Regions from separate parts of the Astyanax mexicanus genome. Here region 1 is linked to region 2. A link is a contact called in public Hi-C data. All regions are on one chromosome and are shown on one strand. The core of a region is the stretch at or near the end of the contact, and the rest is flanking DNA. Distances in the headings are between cores, read along the strand shown.

The links. Hi-C and Micro-C count contacts between places; a contact is called where the count stands out from the background.
Region 1: a Hi-C map of muscle shows a contact between it and region 2, with 14 times the contacts expected there. The contact joins the promoter of nr1d4a here to the enhancer-like site in region 2. A contact is called at or near these places in 2 of 3 Hi-C or Micro-C datasets (both in muscle).

What each region holds. Positions count from the first base shown.
Region 1 is chr13:1,331,295-1,336,966 of AstMex3_surface, forward strand. nr1d4a (nuclear receptor subfamily 1, group D, member 4a) reads left to right here and starts at 1,274. Exons shown (of 8, transcript XM_022677081.2): 1 at 1,274-1,846. The coding sequence starts at 1,831.
Region 2 is chr13:1,223,490-1,228,654 of AstMex3_surface, forward strand. It overlaps rarga (retinoic acid receptor gamma a), which reads right to left. Exons shown (of 9, transcript XM_022677083.2): 5 at 2,528-2,691; 6 at 812-988. Among protein-coding and RNA genes, the nearest start is that of calcoco1a, 44 kb to the left of the region's middle. Within about 2 kb of position 2,627, the one cell type or tissue checked has an H3K27ac peak away from gene starts, as active enhancers do.

The DNA.
Region 1 (5,672 bases), core at 24-2,523, 110 kb after region 2:
ATTTATTTTTGGTCATATTTAATTTTTAGTTATTTTTTATTTTACTTTTATTCTTATCTTATTGTTTTTAGTTATTGCTATATATATATATTGCTGATATAAATATGTGCTTAGTTTTATTTAATATTTATTCAGCTGTTTGGAGTAATTATTGGGAAATAGATGAAACTCCCTCCCAACTGCAGCGTGTAACCACTAGAGGACTCCATTCCTCTGTTTGAGACACGGTTCTGTGGACTTTTCTCTTTCTTAAACACAGAGGGAATAATCAATAATCAATAATAAAGTTCCTTAAGTCAGAACATTCAAATATTTTCATTCAAAAAGAATCAAATCTTCCCATATATTATGGGATATTATGATATATAGTCTGCTAAGCAGACTACACTTCACTTTTACTACTAATATTGCCCCTTCCCAAAAATACAGGGAAGTAATAAAACATTGTAAATGTTTTAATAATTATTGAATAAGCTTTGTTTTAAGAAGAAGAAAAGGTGTGATTAGTAGCAATTAATCTCGTATTTTTTTCTGTTATTAATCTGATTCATTTATTGAGACTGATCTGACTCATTAAATAGAGTATGATAGTATAATAAAATCCAAATACTAATATTTAAAATAAGATCATATTTTAAAGACACGTCAACGTTGTTTCCGAGTTAAAAAAAAAATTAAAACATTTATTTGCATTAAGTGCTTTTTTTTTTTTTTTACAAAACCTTTTTTTATTATTTTAGGTTTGTTAAAATACAAATCACACTATTCTAAACGGAATAAAACACTGAAGGTCGGTGATGTTCCAGCTGGGAAAAATACAGAACACTTTCCTTCACGCATACTGGATTGTTATTGTTACTGGAAATTTGTCCTGGACGCGCACGCGCGCTGAATAAAACCTCAGATGACTCTGTACATGTTGATGTTTTTATATTATTATTATTATCAGTATTTTAAATATCGCGCCGACGCGCTCAATAACAGCAGCGGCAGTCACGGTGAGCCCCGCCCACAGTCCACGTGCACGCCCCCTGCCTCCATTCTCTCAGCTTGCCGCACGCGCCCTGTTTTGCATAAAATGTGTGTCAGTAGGGCAGGGATGCGGCCGGCACATGCAGCGCGCACATGCACGCGGTGGGCTTTACGGGGCTCAGCGGCGCACGCGCTCCAATGAGAGAGAGAGAGCCGCACGAGGAAGAGTCAAGGAGTGAGTAAGTGAGTGAGGAGTGCGCGAGATTACACCCCCCCCCCCCCCCACACACACACACACCCTCCCTCCCCCGTTTTAAAGTGGGTCCCTCTCAAACACAACAAAACAAAACACAAACAAGTCAGTCACATTTCCCAGTCACCTGAAAACGTGAGGCGTGCGCGAGCGAGCGAGCGTGCAGCGTGTGTGTGCGTGCGTGTGTGTGTGTGTATGTGGAGGGGTGTGTACACGCAGCAAGGTGTGTAGCTCGAGTTTTGACACTTCAGCTCCAGAGATGCTCATAACCGGCGCACGAGCACAGGTAGCTGAGAGCTGAACAGAAGAAGAACAGAACAGCAGAGGAACAGAAGAAGCCCGGCGCGCGTACCTGGGAACGTGGACACGCGCTCCTGACGGTGTATATTTTTTTTCTCGGGGGCTCGTTTTCCCAAACTGAGCGAGTGGCACACTTGCCTCGTGCCCTGAGCTCGCTCCGTCCCGCTCGTGCGCGCTCTACTCACCGGCTTTCCGGTTCTGAGTCCAAGAATCTGAGGCTCACCTGACTTAAGACTTCAAAAACAAAAGTTACTGAAGACTGAATTCACTCAATTCACTTCAAGCGCGAGAGAAACATATCAAGGATGGACAACAGCCCAGGTAAGCAAAGAACGTTGATTAAACGTTGCAGTTTTGCTTGCATTACATTGCGTTACCATTTAATGTTGATGATGAATGCAAAGACAACCTTTAAACAACACTTATTCAGCATTAAATTATAGTTTAGTGTTGAAATTCTGACATTAGATCAAAGTTTATTAAATGAAAGAATTTGCATGTTTAGGTGGAAGATGCACCAACACTAACAATCATTATAATAAAATTAAGCATTATTGCTATTTAAATGTTCTTTATCACAATGCAAAAGTACAAACTAAATATTATACTTATCATTCATGTAAGTAAAGTTTAAGATAAAACAAACATATAAAACCATAATGTTGCACAAATGAATCAAATGTGAAGTCAAAGATCAACATTTCCATTTCATTAGATAAGAGAATATTTTGCTGCCTGCAAACGCTGCATGTTTATTTGCTTGTTTGCTTGTTTATATATTTGTTTGTAAATAATAATAATAATACATAATAATGGACTGATAATGATGATGGTGATCTATAGTAAAAATATGAATATATTCATAGTAGTACTATTTCAAAGCTATTGCTGGTAGTAAGACAAAAAATGAGCATAATAATGATTATAACTAATACTAGCACTTATAATAATACTACTAATGATGATATAACCCTAATATACTAACATTGATATTACCACTAGTAATAGGTACAATGTTGTTAATATTTTACTATACTAACAATGTAAAAAAATAAATAAATGATAATAGTGATGGTGCTCTTACTGATACTAATACTGCCATTACCACTAATAATAAAAATAATAATGATGCTAATATTCCTAATATTTCTGTTATCACTAATAATGATGCTCATGGTTATGTTAGTGCTGATTTTAATACTGTTATTACCACTAGGGTTAAATCCAAGGATGTAAACATTTTGCTAATTTAACTATGCTATTGCAACTATTAATAGTAATTAACCATTACGTGAGGATGATGCTGATACTATGATAATGATAAAAAAAACATTAAGAAATACTCTTATTACTGTTGGTAGTGCAAAAACTAATGCTGCAATTTACTTTAATAACAGTGATGCTAATACTGATACTGATGCCACAGATTTATATCAATAGTTTATATGCTGTTTATATATACATGTATAATTGAGCATGAATCACTATTTGAAGATCGTTGACTAAGAAAATTTCTGGATTTACAGTACATTACTGCATTACTGCACTGTCATGTTTGCTGAGGTCTGCTGAACTCTATATAGTATATGTAGTATATATCTTATAGAATATGTTGCATGGTTAGAAGTGCACGCTGGCTGCAGGATGCATGCACATGCATGCTAGAAGAACTATGTCAAGCATCTGCGTTGCCGCGCGCTGGATTGTCGTATCTGTATCTGCAGTCGTTTGCTCATAGCTAATGCATCTACAGTCTGAAGGAGTGCTGTGAGCTATGGGCACGAGCGCGCTTATCTCAATCACACCTCATAACGCGTCTCTGCGGCTCCAACAGTCAGTGTAAAAGGAAGTGAAGTGTGTTTTGAAGCGCCTCCTGCAGGCTTGAGGAGTAAAAGACAATAATATAGTTATATAGATGTTTTGTAGACGATTTGTGCAACATAGTGATGTATGCATGACACACAGAGCATCATATCATGCTCAAGACGTCTAGGATCAATGGGACTCAATTTGACACAATGAGACTCAATGGGACTCCGTGGGACAGTGAGACAGTGCTTGTCCCCCTAAGGTTGTCCCCAGGCCACGCGGGCCTCGCAGCAGCATTAGTCGCATTAGTCCACTTCTTTGCCCTTTAATTGCGTGGGGGTGATTCACGTCCAAAGGCTGAAGTCAGTCACGTTCCTGGACAGGTGATGCGAGAGCACTGTCTCGTGCGCGCTCGCGCCCTTTCGACTCCTTGGACTCGGCGGAAATCCTGCTTTGCACATGTGCGACTAATATGTGGCACGCTATACATCACACGCCCCGTTTTTTTCCACCAGCTACAGTAATCACAGATAATAATGCACACAGGCCGGAAAGAAAAGGGGTCACGCAGGTGCTCTAATGATACACAAACAGATGGAGTTGGAGTGTTAAGGGAGTGCTGGAGGCAGGGTTGCCAGGTCCAACAGAAAATACTCAGCCCAAAGTCATATAGTCTATAACCAGTATAAGCATTTGCACATCTGTATCAGCAATGGGTGCAGATTAAAGGAGCTGAATGCATTCAATAAAATTATAAAAACATTTCATAATAAATAAAAAATAATAAGAAATAAAATAGGAAACAAATAAGGAAAAAATACCATAAAAAGTAAAAAAATATAAAATAAGTAAAAGTAATGGGGCAATGAGTTTAAATTGAGATACTAAAGAGATACTAAAACCAAGCTTTTCTCACAAATGCATTAATATTATATCATATAAATAGCAGTTTGTAGTTGTTGTGTTAGCCTGAAGCTAATGTGTTAGCTATTAGCTAACACTTTATATTGTAGCTATTGTATTAGCACCTACAGTATATGCATCTATTGTGTTAGCATGTGGCTAGTGTATTAGTTTGTAGCTATTGGGATAGCTTATCGCTAATGTATTAGTAATTTGTGTCAACTGTGCTAGCTTTTAGCTAACACTTGACATTGTAGCTATTGTATTAGTACCCAAAGTATATGCACCTTTTGTGTTAGCCTGTGGAGGCCTGGTGATTTCTGGTTACATTGTGTGGAATTTGCCCTATTTGGCAAAAAAAACGTGAACCTGGCAACTCTGTCTGGAGGAGTGCTGGTAGATTTTGAGCCCAGAGATTTTGAGCACAGTTAAAAAGTAACTACAGGCAGTCACCTATGAAACGCTGCCCAAGTGTATGACGTCAAAGTTGGTTTAATTCGTAGTTTATTCTTCAACATTTAAACCCATTACCCTGAAAAATGGGTCAACATCAAGATAAAACCTGCCTTTTCTGCCCGCAGCCTATTTGTTTAAATTTCATGCAAACCAACGCACAACACATGTTTAAAGATTTACACTGAATAAACATGTTATGATTAATCTTATTAAATGTTATCCTTCTCTTTAAAGTATAATATCGAGCTATATAAATGTGTCAGAGATAACCTTGCACATTTAAAAAGTAACTATTGACATCAGTAACATCACAACCTGAAAGCACTAAATGCATCTTCAGCAATTATTAAAATATTAATTGTTTGCAACTCTAGTTCAACCATCAAATTTTCAAACTATCGCTAAAATTGTTCACCTGTTTATGCAGCTTGCCATGACAGGGAGGTCCATGACTCTAAAAAATTTTTTAACACAACAGTCTAAACACAACGGTCTTGTGTCAGGTTATGATACTAGGTATGTGCGGGAAATCTTAGTGTTTGTTCAACTGTTTGTTGTGTTTGTTCAAAATCAGCCATTATAAAAAAATAAGACAAACAGATAAAACGATAAAATGTCTTATTGGCCCAAAGCTGTATAAACAAATAAACTATATGGAAATCAAAGGCTTTAAAAAGTTTATTCCACATTTGTTGGAAGAAAAAGAACATTAATGAGATCAGGATGTTGGATTATTACCACACTACCTCACCCCCAACTACTCCTCAACACATTAAAAAAATACTGGGATACTTATATCTTATAGCTACTGTGATAGCTTAAGCATTGGTTTGTAGCTATTGTGTTAGCTTATAGCTATTGTGATAGCTTGTGTATTAGCTTGTAGCTATTGTGTTAGCTTATAGCTTTTGTGATAGCTTGTGTATTAGCATTTAGCTATTGTCTTAGCTTGTGTATTAGTTTGTACCCGGTTTGTTAG
Region 2 (5,165 bases), core at 1,377-3,876:
GTAAAAGTATAAAAGCATATAAAAAATTACAGCTGTAAGTAGCAATAGGAATAAACTGAGCATTAGAAATGGATTTTAACCCTTTGTAGCATTATATTTTTATTTGTTATAAAATAAAATCACCCCACTTTTTAGTAGCTCCTTTAGTAGGGTCCTTGTTATATCAGAAAATGAGGTCATAATGTTATGCTTAATCAGTTATGCTTGATGTAAATAAAGCACATTATAGTTTTTTTTTTGTTAATATGTGGAATTGGAGAATGTGTTAAAATATGACAATTTAGGCTTTAAAAAGATTTTTTAATTAGTTTAGAAAGAAGATTAGTGATTAGGTTATTAATTAGGTTATAAACCATTAATAAGCTGTAACAACACATAAATAGGAAGGGAAACGGTGGCCTGTCGTGTATCAAATAGTGATAATAGTGATTCCACTCCTCATTTTTTTATGGTTAAACCTCAGATCAGAAACATCAGTCAGAATTAACATTTCTGTTAATACATTTATTTATTTAACTATAATAATAACATATTAAATGAGTAAACTGACTTTTTTATATTATTTTATTAGATATGTTAAAAAAAAGTCATTGTCACTGTTTGTCACTTCCAATTTATGTGTTGTAAGAGCTTATTAATGTTTTTAAAGTATTTACAACTTATAACCATTCATGAACTCCTTTATAAACTTTTTATAAACCCTTTAAAAAGGAGCCTTATTTTAAAGTGTTACCGTATATTTTATTTATTAAAGATATGTCATTAGGTAAAAGCTATTAAAGTTAAACAATAATAATATAGTGAAAGTTACCAGGATGTCGAGGCAGGCGGATTTGAGGAGGGTGATCTGGTCGGCGATGGTGAGGGTGGTGAATCCGGGGAGACGCTTGGCGAACTCTACGATTTTGATGATGCACTTTGTGGAGAGCTCACTGAACTTATCCCACAATCCCAGATCCAGCTGCACACGGTGATCCGAGCTGGAGTTCTGAGAGAGAGAGAGAGAGAGAGAGAGAGAGAGAGAGGGAGGAGGAGGAGGAGGAGGAAGAGGAGAGTGAGGCATGTTCTAAACCTCAGGAGACGCATTCGTATTCACGTCCCATAAATTTAATAGAGTTTAAATTAGGTCCAAGATAAGGGCGGCTAAATATAGAGCTTATGAAGAGCTAATATTACTGTAGGAACAAAGCTATAATCCTTATCTCCCCGAACTACAAACGCAGGATTATTCAGGCTGAATTAAAGAGGGGATGACACTCATTTATCTTTTCTACTGGAACATATATATATATATTCTATTAGGAAGGAAACGTGAAGAAATACTATATGGGTGAATATTTTATTCAGGTTTTTTTAATTTCATATAAACACTATGTAACACTGTGTAACACTAATATTTCTCATAGGTAAAAATATCAAGTTAATTACAATGATTTTAGACAATTAAAATGTTTCTTTAACACTGATATTTCATCTGAAACTCACATATTGTGCAACTATGTTTTCATTAAATGCCAATTTTAGCTTATTTTCCAATTATTTTCACTAGATTCCTGTAATTTTTCACCCTGTCTGTGTCCAGTAGCTTCCCATGACAGGGTGAACATGAAGTACTACTAATAAAAATACTGCATATAATAGTAATTAAGCTGAAAAAATATATAATTTCTGTATAGTCTTATAAATATGACATGATAACTCATGATATATAATATGATATATAGTCAATAGAATGAAAAATTACAACATTTTGGGTTCCAGAAGGCACAGTATTTTCATAATAACCCTTTTGTATAGTAGATTTGTATGCCATACCAGTCAAAAGTTTGGACACACCTCTTTTCTCTCATTCAATGTGTTTTTTTTATGTTTTTTTTTTATATATTATATTGAAGACTATAATAATAAAGCTACAGGAACACATGCAGAACTACTAAAAGTGTTAAACTAACCAGAATAAAACCACTTTTATACTAAGTTTAGCTTCACATTTCTCTTGTAAATATGTCATAATATATAGTCAATAAAATAAAATATTTTAACATTCTGAGGGCCAAAATGCACAGTATTTTCATAATAATCCTTATATTGTATTTGTATTCAGTACCAGTCAAAAGTTTGGACACACCTCTTCTTATAATACTGATATAAAAATATATAAATATAAATATAGCTATAGAGAAACACATGCTGAATTATTTAGTAAAGAAAACATGTTAAACGAAACCAGAATAAAACCAGATTTATCCTAAGTTTAGCTTCAAATTTATGTGAAGCTCCAGCTCATCTCAAATCTTCTTCTAAAATCACCATCTCAGTTCATCAGGTTTAGATTTTCACTGTTTACTACGTAATTATATTTGTGTACCTTATCCGTTCACTTAATTTTCATTTTCACGTCTTTAATATTAGTCTACAATAAGAAATAAGGTAAAACACTGAGTAAGAAGGTGTGTCCAGATTTTTGACGGGTATTATCAGTATATAAGAGTGCAGATGTGTCTGTTTGCTGTAGGCTTTAACTCACTGTGGTGTATTTTCCCAGCTGGCACAGCGAGGGGCAGGTCTCCTGGTGCGCTTTGCTCACTTTGTTCACCAGCTCCTCCAGCTCTCCGCTCAGCTCGTAGCTCTCCACCGGCACCATCTCCTCCTTCACGTCCTTCTTCTTCTTGTTGCGGTCGTTCCGCACAGCTGAGGGTCATACGGACAGACATGTCAAAACCTCCGCCATGAATCAGGACCGCCGTTCCTCCGCCAAGCTGTGATCTTAGCGGCTGGAAGTGCTCTCTGGTGTCTCTCCGCTAAACGTGCAGCCAGAGAAATGTCCTGATGCTGCTCGGCTCTGAAGTGATGGTTTGGCTGAAAATCTAAGAATCTAACGCTCAGGATTTTCCCTTACCTCAAGAGCAGACGGTCAGCCAAGACACGCTCTGTCTCAACGGTTTACTGCAGTTCTAATCTGGAGCTAAAAAGCTAACGTGGCTAACAGTAAAAGCTTATCCTGTAGTGGTCCAGCAGAATAAAGCCTAAAGCAACTATGATTGAGAGAGATCGCTGGTTAGAATCCTAGTCATGCAGCTTGCCATCAGCAACCAAAGCCCTGAGAGAGCACAATTGGCCTTAGCACAAGGCTGCGTCTGTGTGCTGATGTATCAGAACCGAGTCGCTGCGCTTTTAATCCGAGTGTTACCGCTTTTAGCAATGCTACTCGTAATGCTACAGCATCAGCAACAGTTTTTCTAAAAAGAGGCGGAGCCTGACTTCACATGTGTCGGAGGAGGCGTGTGCTAGTCTTCAGCCTCCTGGTATTAAGGCATTCCCTGGTAATTGGCCTTGTAAATCGGGTTTAAAATGGGATAAATGGGATAAAATTAGACAACAAAAAAGCTTATTTTACAGCAATTCGCACTGTGTAAAGTTGCATGAAGCTTTTGCGTATATGTTTTCTGAAACTGTGTAACATAGACCAGTAGAACCAGTAGAAAGAATCCATTAATTGGTCCCTAGAATGTCACATTTTCTTTGATTAAGCTAAATTATAAAAGTAGTGCTAGTAAAAGCCGCCAGAAAGCGTTACACTGAGGAAACCCAAGGCACAATTAGCTAGCGGTTTGCCTGACGTAGCTTGTTTTACCATATAAAAAAATTGGACTACAGTCCAATATACTTGCCTCTGAATGGCGAAAGAGCTAGTGCTGCAGTTAGCCGCTAATGCTAATGCTAATACTGCTGCTCCCGGCATTAGTGCTGGAGAAACTTTACTGAAGACTCCTCACCCGTATAACTCTGTACTTTAGTGTTCAGAGTGACTTTACTGCTCCTTAATTTTACCTGACTGATAAAATTCATACATAAGGAGCACCAAATTATAAGGAGCTCTGACAATTTTTTGGAAAATTTAAGTATTTTAGGTACACCTTATAGTGTGAAAAATATGAAATACGAATAATTTAATTTTAATTACTTTTAAAAGCTGATGAAGGATCTGGGTATAGAAACCCAGAGCCTGAACTGGCAGCATAGGTGTCAACAGCTCTGAGAATATATATATATATATATGTATACAGCCCGCCAGAATATATACGTCAGAATATATAACTCCTCGGAGTTATATATATATCTCCACACTGCCAGGTCTCTCTCTCTCTCTCTCTCTTTCTTTCTCTACCACCCCTCCTACTCCTCTCCTCCCTCCCTTTCTTTCCTTCCTCTCAGGATATCCAGTAATAGCAGAGGCACAATGTGATCCCGGACTCTACACACATCCCGCACATATAAACACACACATACATGTCCCCGCGGACACATACAGGACCAGCGTGCCACTCTCCCGCTGAGATCACCGCCGAGACCCTGGCAAGTGAACAAACACACGCTCTCGCACGCAGCCTTTACACTACTGGCACTATTGTCTTCGGCGTGACACAAATCTGTTAATGCCAGGGTCATAAAGAGGCGTTAGGAAGGGCTACCACACACATCACCCGCACTGCTGACGGATTGATGGAAAGCGGGGAGGGACTCGTTTATGAAGTGAAAACCAGTGACTCTGTTGACTTTCCCATGATTCCTCCAGCTTCCATTGTGTGTAAAATACGGACATACTGAAATAAAAGGTCACTGATATACTGAATTAACCCTGAAATTGATCTATGCTCTTTATCATGCACTCACAGATTAGTTATTTTTGTAGTACGTGGACAAATTACATTCAAAACCCAACAAGAAAGAGTACAAACAAATCTCAAAGTCAACAAAGTATCTGTTCAATAAGAGACAAGGAATATAATTATTAAGTATATAAGTGGTTCCCTGATGCATAAATGATTAATGTGTTGCTTTTTGGGAGGTGGAAAAAAATAAGAGACCATCTAAAAACAATGAGTTTCTTTGATTTTACCGATTTGAAAGCCTCTGGAATATAATCAAGAGGAAGATGGATGATCACAAGCCATCAAACCACCAAACTGAACTGCTTGAATTTTTGCACCAGGAGTAAAGCAGCATAAAGTTATCCAAAAGCAGTGTGTAAGACTGGTGGAGGAGAACATGATGCCAAGATGCATGAAAAAAACTGTGATTAAAAACCAACCAGGGTTATTCCACCAAATATTGATTATTTCTGAACTCTTAAAACTTTATGAATATCGTCGCTGTCCAATGAA